Regions from separate parts of the Mus musculus genome. Here all the other regions are linked to region 1. Evidence: chromatin contacts called from public Hi-C and promoter capture Hi-C data. All regions are on one chromosome and are shown on one strand. The core of a region is the stretch at or near the end of the contact, and the rest is flanking DNA. Distances in the headings are between cores, read along the strand shown. Region 1 overlaps Slc11a2 (solute carrier family 11 (proton-coupled divalent metal ion transporters), member 2). Region 2 overlaps Dip2b (disco interacting protein 2 homolog B). Region 3 holds the start of Pou6f1 (POU domain, class 6, transcription factor 1).

Region 1 (2,886 bases), core at 250-2,749:
GCTGGGCCCAGCAGAGCTAGTGACCCAAATTCACCAAGCTCCTCCTCTGCCATTCCAATCAATACCTGCACAACTTCAGTGTCCCCACTGTGCAGCCTTTCAGCCCACTTCTACCAGCTACCACCCCCAACTCGGCCCTCACAGAACCCCAAATATGTTCCTGGCATATGGGCCCCCAAAATAAAATACTCAGGAGCTATGCTCAGATCTGAAATGAACTCCGAGGCCAGAGATTATGCTACCATCTCCCCCAAAGTAGAGAGTGCAAACAGCACGCTTACCCCTTTGTAGATGTCCACAGCCAGAGTAGAGTTGTCACTGGGAAAGAGGTCAGCATGGGGGCTGCTGTTATTTTTGCAGACTTCAACCTAAAACCCGAAGCAGTTTAAGAACAATTTATATTTCAGAAATAAGAACCAGATAAGAGGTCCCTTATCTGTCTTGTGAGACAAGCTGGAGGTCACACCCCAGGAGGGCCACGACGCAGGCACAGCCGGTGCACTGCCGGTGCACTGCCGACTGCACAGCCGCCTGCAACCCTTCCCGAGGCTTTACTATCCCAAAGCATCAAGAAGGCTTCAAACGTAAGAGATGTCAGGAGTCAGACACAAGCAGGGGTCAAAGGTCTTGTAGAATAAAGAGTGGTAGGTAAGACTAGGTAGGACTGGGCGAGGCGGAGGTGGAACGCCAGCTTTAGCACCACCGTACATGCGTGCACAGGGTCCTGGATTCAACCCCAAACAAAAAACTCAAAGAAAAACCAAACTAACAAAATACGTAGGCAGCAGGAATTAAGAGGACACAGAATTCTAAATGACCCGAGTCTTGTCCTGCATAGCCTGTGCTTCTGTTTTGAGGACTCCCTGTAACCTGGCCTCAGCTCAACCATTAGGAGGAGCAGACAGGCTGGCAGAAGTTAACAGGAAGGAACAGAAATGCCAGGATGAAAGCGGGAGGCAAGTGTGAGTCCAAGGCCAGCTCCTCCCAGCCCCCAACAGGCGTCCACAGCCCCCACCACAGACTGGCTGCACTGTAACAAATAAGTGGGTGACACCTAGGCTTCAGACAGATTCCTTTGGGTTCCAGGCCATTGCTCTTGTCTGCCCCACCCCAGCATGCAGTTCACCATGGCACTCACCTCCCACCCACGACCCTGGCACTCACCACCTGCTTGTTGGTTTTCTCAAAAAATGCTTCAGCAAAGACGGACACGACAAAGACATTGATGATGAAGGAAACAAAGAGCGCGATGCAGGACTCGATGAAGAAGTACTTATTGGCTTCCCGCACTTCCTGCTTATTGGCCCGATTCACCTGTCTAGACTAGAGAGAGAGCAGCGGTGGTCATTTCCACCAGAGGCACAAAGTCTCTAACAACTCAGAAGTCTGCAGTCAGCTGAAAGTCTGATCAGACAACCGACGAGACGAAAAAGAGGCCTTAGCTCCGAGTCACGGGGACTCCTTGACCTTTGAAAACATTGCACAACTCCCAAATGGGGGAGCCAGTGACCATGTGACTCCTGAGCGCCCAGAGACTGTGGAAGGACCACAGACTAACCTCAGCCATGGCTATTGGACTAACCTCCAAGGCTCAGCAAAGGAGCACCTGCCTGCCTTGCTGGGCAAGCCTCCTCCCCACCTCAAGACTTCCAGGCCTTCCCTGAAGAACACTAGCCCAGCCTTTTGTGGGTCACATTTCCTGGTCAATTTGGTGGTAAACACTGGCCAGCCAGCCTGAGAAGGACTGCTCCTTCAGAGCTCTAACAGTAGATGCCGAGGGGCGTGGCTCACCTTGACTAAGGCAGAATGCAGGTACATGTTGTGCGGCATGATCACAGCTCCCACGATGCCCACCGCCTGCTCCACCTGAGGGGTGCGGCACCCTGGACAGGACGGCACGAACATGCCCCTGAGTACTTGGCTCTGGCTGGGCTTCACTGTAATGTACTATACAGCAACACAACACCATTAGCCTTCACTGCAGCACGAAGTGGGAGAACAGTCCTAGGCAGACACTGGCAGCCTTTACTAGTCCCCACCTTCTGTAACAACTGCCCGGAATATGGAGAATATGGAGTCGGCAAGTACTCAACAGAATGCGCACGGCCCTGAGTTTGACCTCAGCATCATCAGTGAAATGGAATGAAGGGCTGATGTGGTCTGAGTATAAACTGCCTGCCACAGGCTCATAACCGGACTCGGGCCCTATCTGCCTTTACTATCTGGAGAGGTGGTGGAAACACTGACAGATGTAGCCTACCTAGATGTAGGTCAATGGGGGCAAGCCATGCCCTGCTTCCTGTCTGCACTGAGGTAGAGTCTCCCACACACATCTGCCCAAGGAACTACAGGCCAGACCAAGCCCTCCGAAACCCTAGCTAAACAGACCTTCCCTCCTCCTGTTATTTTCCACAGTATTTTGGTTACAATTACACAAAGATAACTAATATGGGGCTCAGAGGAAAATACAGTCCTGTATTTTCTGAATATGTTACATTACACTTTAAAAAGTACAGTGAAGATGTGCAGAGAACACAGTGTTCTGAGGTAAGGAGCTAGGGAAGGTCTGGCTGCCGTTATCTGCATCACTGTAGCTGCCGACACAGGCCCAGCAACTACAGTCCAGGTCTACCCCACGCTGCTCTTCTCTGCCCATCTGGAAGTCAGCGATGCTGCCTGCTGTGAGGATGTGGGAGTGGGTTGTCTCCGAGCACACGGGTGCCGGGAAGAGGGGGCAGGTTGTCTCTGAGCACATGGGTGTGCAGGGGTGGGGCTCAGGTTGTTCCCGAGCACTGCTCACTCCAACTTCCTCTTGGGTCAGGATTCCTCTTGAAAGACAGGCTAGAATTCTCTTGGGACAATCTGGGAAAACTAACCTCACAGACT
Region 2 (2,886 bases), core at 178-2,677, 240 kb before region 1:
TAATAGAGAGAGGGCAAGAAACACTCACATTCCTGGTTTGGCACCTAGATAAATGGCTGAGTCCTTCAGTTAAAGAGAAGATACAGACAGACTCGGGCATCATGCGGTGCATGCCTGTAGTCCTTGCTCAGGAAGCAAAGGCAGGTGGATCTCTATGAATTCAAGGCCAGCTGGACTACAGAATGAATTCCAGGACAGCCAGGGCTACATAGTAAGGCCCTGTCTAAAACAGGAAGGAAGGAAATACAGAGAGTTCTCATAGGTGCTGGGATGGATAGAATGTTGGCAGCATGCTGCCCTGTGGCTAGAGGCCCACCAGCAGGATGCCTGGGGCAGGTGTTAGTTAGCAAGGGGTGCAACACCCCAATGGCAGGAAGGTAGGAAGGAGGTGGAAATCTTCAGGAGTGCCAGCATCTAAGGCTATGTCAGAGATGATTCTGGGTAAGATGAGACTCTGAGGCACAAGTCGCAGACAAACCTGGGCTCCATGCTGAGACCTTGTCTCAGAGAAGGAGAAAAATAACTGAGAGATAGCCAGAGCACTGACAGGGAGAGACCAGGAGACACAAGAGCTAAGGGTGTCGGTGGGTAAATTACCTTCTGGATCTGACGTCAGAAAGGCTGATGAGCTTGATAAAAACAACTTGGAAGGAACACTGAGGATAAAAACAAAGTGGGACTGTTGTAGGCAAGCATAGGGCCTGAGGTGCCAGGTCTTTCTGGCTTTAGAATTTCTGTGGTCCTAAGGGATCCAACCCAGTGTCTTAAGCAGCTAGGCAGGTATTCACCACTGAGCTACAGCCCTAGCCTCGGGGCCCACATCTTACACACTAGCTTTGCAGAGCTATCTTCACCATGGAGCTAGCATTCCGAATCATTCAAGGCTTGAGCTCAGTGCAGCCTAGCAGTGTTCACATGACATCAGCAGAGCGGTAGGTTTCATAGGCAATCTAAAGATGCAGACAAACACGCCATCATTCTGTGTAAGAAGGGGAGCATGAGTCGCGTCTGGGACTGACCCCCACAGATACTGCAGAGTGGCTGTATTTGGTGTTATGCTTCTGTCCACACAGCTCGTGTCTCGTCACGTTGATGAGTGACTGAACTTTGAGGTCTTTGATACTTGCTTCAGTGTTCTCCAGTCTTGGCTTTATTTGACCAGAGTTTGAGGTCCGAGTGCAAAGCCTTAAATGTTCCTATTCAGCCTGTAAAATTAAGCCCATTGTGATGGTTTGTCAGGGTTTAGGTTTGGGTTCTGAATTCTATTGTTGATAATAACCCATCTTATTATGCTTCTTACAGTTTTATTTTTATTTTATTTTTCTAGTATAAAACAAGCAAAGAAGGGAGTGTGATGGGAGTCACGGTGTCGCGGCTCGCAATGCTGTCTCAGTGCCAAGCTCTGTCACAGGCCTGCAATTATTCTGAAGGTCAGACCTCATCCCATGACTGCCCTCATTGTTAGCTTCAGATACATGTGACTGTGAGCACCCACTTGGTGATTGGACTACATTTAACGAATAAATTCCGAGGGAAATGTTCCAGGACACATTCTTGGCTTGCTTTTGCCTTCTTTGTTACAAAATAAATTTAAAAAAAAATCTTGTAATTTAAATAAACTTCTGGATAAACCAGATATATAAAGTATGATTTCTAGAGTACAGAAATAGAAAACCTCAATTAGAACCGTGTGTCTGTAAGCTGTGGAGTCTTGGATGTTCCCATCTTCCCATGTAAACCTTCAAGCTAAGCATAGTCCAAGAAATCCAGGCCCAAAGATGCAAATTAAAACAGAAAGCATCCAGAGCCAAGTGATGCGGCCCACAGCTGTCACCCGGCACTGCTAACAGGCCAGCCCGGGGTATGTAGCAAGTTCTAACTAGCCTGAGCTATGGCGAGAGTTGAGACCCCCATCTCAAAAAATATAAAACACAGTAATGTGAAACTTCTGGCATGTAAGTGAACATTTCGTAGTAAGAGTTCAGGCTGGCCTCCAACTTGAGCTCCCTCGTGCCAGCATTCTGGCCTGGGCTGCAGGATCTGTCTTCAGTGCTTACTTCCAGATGTGCTTTTCCACGTTCACTTTTAGTGTTTCCTTTCCCTTTGCACAGGAAAGGTGACTGTGTGCCTTTCTGGGTGGCATTCCTGCCAGATTCTAAAATATGTGCATATGTGTGTATGGGGACAACCTAGACGCCACGGGCAAGGCTTTTTGCTCGTGATGAGTGCGCTCCCTCATAGGCTCTGCTGGGGCCGAAACTCAAGTTCCCAAATGTTAGGAACATGGGGAGATCTTCATTCAGTGAAAACAGTTAGATGCAGACTTATGTATACCTACTTTATTATGTTCATAATCTATCTATAGGTATCTAGAAGTAGACATTTGTATACATAGGTTTTTTATATAGAACAATATTTAATGTTTTTCTAAGAAGTAAACTTTTTACATATACTTGAAATTTCCAGAGTTTCTAAACAAACACATGGTCTTTATTTCATTAGGAAAAAACCTCTGAATAAAGTCCCTCAGTGCTAAAGGTTTCTACGGTAGTGTTTCTTCTGTGACCGCATCACACTGTCACCATCCTCCAGCCAGTCTGTAGGGGTCTCAGCATCAGGGAGACACTGATCTAATTGTTTTTCCAAAAGCACCTCATGCTTGCTAGGGGCAAGGCGTGGGACGTCACTCTCTGCTAACCATGGCTGCCTTCTGTTCCCCTCCATCTTTTCTCTTGCAGGAGAAACTGTAGTAAATGTTTTAGACTTTAAGAAGGACGCTGGGCTGTGGCATGGCATGTTTGCGGTAAGCTGTCAGCATCGGGGAGTGTATAGTAAAATGTGCTTGAGGGGCTGAGGCTCTGTAACAACTGCAAGTCTCGGGATTTG
Region 3 (2,886 bases), core at 208-2,707, 200 kb after region 1:
CCTCCGGCTGCAGTTTCACACCTGGCTGCTGGGGTTACAGCTGTGCATCAACAGTTTTACTTTTCTTAGTTGCCAAATAGTTAGTGCCTCTAGGAAGAAACAGAAACCAGCGTGTCTTCTCTGTTTCTCTCTCTCTGGCTTTACCTGATCTGATTTTTTTTTTTTTGTTTTTTTCCGAGTTTGTTTGTCTTGCTCCTTCCAGGACAGGTGGGGCTTTGTCTGAGTGCGGCTCTCGCACACTGATTTTTTTTTATTGAAGTACCATAGAAGGAATGAATGTGATTCTGCTTTACATATGTAAAGAGGCCCCCGAGTCACAGAAATATCCTGCTCACAAACTTCAATCAAAACGGAATACACGCCCAGCATGCCGGTTTGCAGTGTTGACTGTCGTAGATTACCAAAGCGACGGGTATATATGCATGGAACTGGGGGCCCCGCCTTCTATTTTGTGAGCAAGGAATGCCAGGGAGCCAACAGGCTACAGTCTCTGTGTCTGCTAGGAGCTTCCTGTCTTTGGCCTAGGGAAGCTTTTGAGCAGGCTTTCATTTTCTCCTGCCCAGCTGCAGCGACTACTCTGTAAAGGTTTCAGGCTTCCCACCCAAGCCCGAGGAGGCGATCTTAGCGCTGAAGTGGCTTAGAAGCCACTCTGGAGATCCCTCAGCCTTGCCAGGTGCAAATGTCCCGGGAGGAGATAGTGGGCCCGTTTTATGACATTATTAATACTAATACTGTCATTAAATATTTATGAAGTGCTCACGCTCTGATCGACGGTGACCCTCCCACCATTCCCCCATCCTTCCAGTGACAGCGAGGTCTCTGCCCCCCAGAGTCCCACCAGCCCTTTCTCCGGAGTAGCGGTGACAGGTCGCCAGGGAACCCAAGCGTCCCGGGATCCAGGACTCTACGTGCCTCTCCCCGACACCCCGCCCCCCACCAGGGCAGGGCGTCCACCCAAGCGGCCGCCCCTCCTCGAGTGTCCGCGGGGACCGGAGACCAGGGTGCGGCCCGGGGTCTGCGGCCCCAGGTGGGCAGAGCGCGGCCCTCGACTCCCAGAGCTCCAGCCTCCGGGGCCGCAGCCCGCCGCCCCGGCCCCGCGCCTTTTTCTCTCTTTATCATAAATATATAAATTATGCTAATTACGGGCATTGCATATTAACCAAATTCGAAACCTCCCCTGCCCGGCCCCCTCCCCCTCCGTGCAAAGCCCTCCCCGCCCCGGACCCCGCTACTCACCGGAGCCCGAAGCCCAGCCTCCCGCTCCCCGGCTGCCCAGCGGCCACCGGCTAGACACTCATCCCCCAGCCCGGGCCAGGGGGCCGCGGCCGGGGCGGCCGCCCGCAGACAAAGAAGCCGGAGCGGCTCGGCCCGGCTCGCTCGGCCCGGAGCCACTCGGGACCCGCCGCCCCCTGAGCCCCCCGCCGGGGCTGGCAGAGCGGAGCGGCGGTGGGTTGCGGGCCACGCACGGGCCGGGACGCCGGGGGCGGGGGCGGCCAGGTGCAGTCCCCTCCTCGCCCCCTCCTCCCTCCCCCCCTTTCCCTCCTTCTGCTACTTGGATTTTTTTAGCTGCTGCGTCATGAGCATAATTTATGCAAAGCGCTTTGCCGCATGCTGCACCTCCCGCGCCAGCCGCCGGGGGCGGCGGTCAGGAAAAGGAGGGGGGGTCTGGGAAGCTGCGAGCTGCGCGTGGGGGTGGGTAGGAACCCCAGGCCTCGCGGGGACTGGGACCCAGGGCCTGTGGGGCCGCTTGACTCAGCCCCCTTGGAGAGCAGGACTGGAGTCTCGATAGGGGACCCCGTGTCGCCTTCCCTTCAGCCGAGGATTGAGCAGTGACAACCGTGACTCTCTGGTGGTCAACTGCCCTTCTCAACGGCCAACCTCAAGTTCACGTCTGTCCTCTAGGCCGTAAAGGAGAGGGAACTCGGACGTCACTAAGGCTCAGGGTCTCCGGAGCAGCTGTGCACATCCCAGAGGGACCAGGGTCCCGGACGCTCTGCTGAGCTAGCTCGCTTTCCCACCTTCAGGAGGGGCGGGGTCCCACCTGCAGCCTGCGGGCTAGTCAAGCAGCACACGAAGGTGTGAAAAGAAAGGCAAAGTTTGACGCGATGGAGAAAAACAAGCCACTGTTTTGGGGACCGTGATGGTGGGGAGGGTTTGTTATATCTACTGACTTTTGAAGGTAGAGGGAGACTCAGAGGCCGATTAGGGGCCAGGGGAACGAAGGTTTGGGACATAATGGACAAAAGAAGGAAGACCAGGAGAGCGAGAAAGAATGAAGGGAGTCACCAGAGAAGAGCGTTATCAACGCAGCCAAGTGGATTCCCAACAGTGTTTCCCTCTTCGCCCTCACCCCACACCCGTGCTTCCGTGGTCTAGGATGATCTCGGTAGGCCGTGCAGAAGCAGCAATAGGAGAAATGATGAACTGTAGAGCCCTTGCCAGACAGTCCCTTAAACGTCTCCAGTGGAAGCACACACTCAGGAGGAGAGGGGAGCAGCATCGGCTGGGTTTGACCAACAGGTACACTCCAGGCTGCCTGCATCATGCTGGCTACTGGTGCCGCAGAGCTGGGCTGTCCGCTGTTTTCCTGGGGCCATGGAGGAGGCACTGCGGGTGAGACTAACTAAAGGGTCAAGAACCAGAAAGCTTGGGGTTTTATCCCAGCGCGTCCATCCATTTGCGGTCTAGGCAAACGATACAGTTTAGTTTTACAAACAGAGGTAGCCTGAGCCGGGCACCGTCCCACCTGTAGGACCGGCTGCTGGAGAGGCAGCAAACCGAATGAACCTGTGAATTAGGATGCAGCCTGAACAACAAAGTCTCTCTCTCTCTCTCTCTCTCTCTCTCTCTCTCTCTCTCTCACACACACACACACACACACACACA

What was found. Hi-C and Micro-C count contacts between places; a contact is called where the count stands out from the background. Capture Hi-C pulls out chosen DNA fragments and counts their contacts.
Region 2: a promoter capture Hi-C map of adipose tissue shows a contact between it and region 1. The contact joins two enhancer-like sites. A contact is called at or near these places in 1 of 115 datasets of contacts at active chromatin or transcription factors (extraembryonic endoderm stem cells) and 3 of 9 other capture datasets (adipose tissue, embryonic stem cells and liver).
Region 3: a Hi-C map of liver shows a contact between it and region 1, with 1.9 times the contacts expected there. The contact joins the promoter of Pou6f1 here to the enhancer-like site in region 1. A contact is called at or near these places in 4 of 484 Hi-C or Micro-C datasets (Th1 cells, liver, memory CD8 T cells and 1 more), 8 of 115 datasets of contacts at active chromatin or transcription factors (bone marrow-derived macrophages, embryonic stem cells, extraembryonic endoderm stem cells and 3 more) and 3 of 9 other capture datasets (adipose tissue, embryonic stem cells and pancreatic islet).

Annotation. Positions count from the first base shown.
Region 1 is chr15:100,402,017-100,404,902 of GRCm38.p6, forward strand. Slc11a2 (solute carrier family 11 (proton-coupled divalent metal ion transporters), member 2) reads right to left here. Exons shown (of 17, transcript NM_008732.2): 9 at 1,792-1,947; 10 at 1,165-1,323; 11 at 282-368. Among named protein-coding and RNA genes, the nearest start is that of Slc11a2, 20 kb to the right of the region's middle. Within about 2 kb of position 1,500, at least 30 of the 459 cell types and tissues checked have an H3K27ac peak or open chromatin away from gene starts, as enhancers often do. A contact at or near this core is called in adipose tissue, bone marrow-derived macrophages and liver, where this site is marked.
Region 2 is chr15:100,166,529-100,169,414 of GRCm38.p6, forward strand. Dip2b (disco interacting protein 2 homolog B) reads left to right here. Exons shown (of 38, transcript NM_001159361.2): 13 at 1,328-1,430; 14 at 2,739-2,803. Among named protein-coding and RNA genes, the nearest start is that of Atf1, 60 kb to the right of the region's middle. Within about 2 kb of position 1,428, at least 76 of the 459 cell types and tissues checked have an H3K27ac peak or open chromatin away from gene starts, as enhancers often do. A contact at or near this core is called in adipose tissue, where this site is marked.
Region 3 is chr15:100,598,527-100,601,412 of GRCm38.p6, forward strand. It overlaps Pou6f1 (POU domain, class 6, transcription factor 1), which reads right to left and starts at 1,458. Exons shown (of 11, transcript NM_001304965.1): 1 at 1,237-1,458.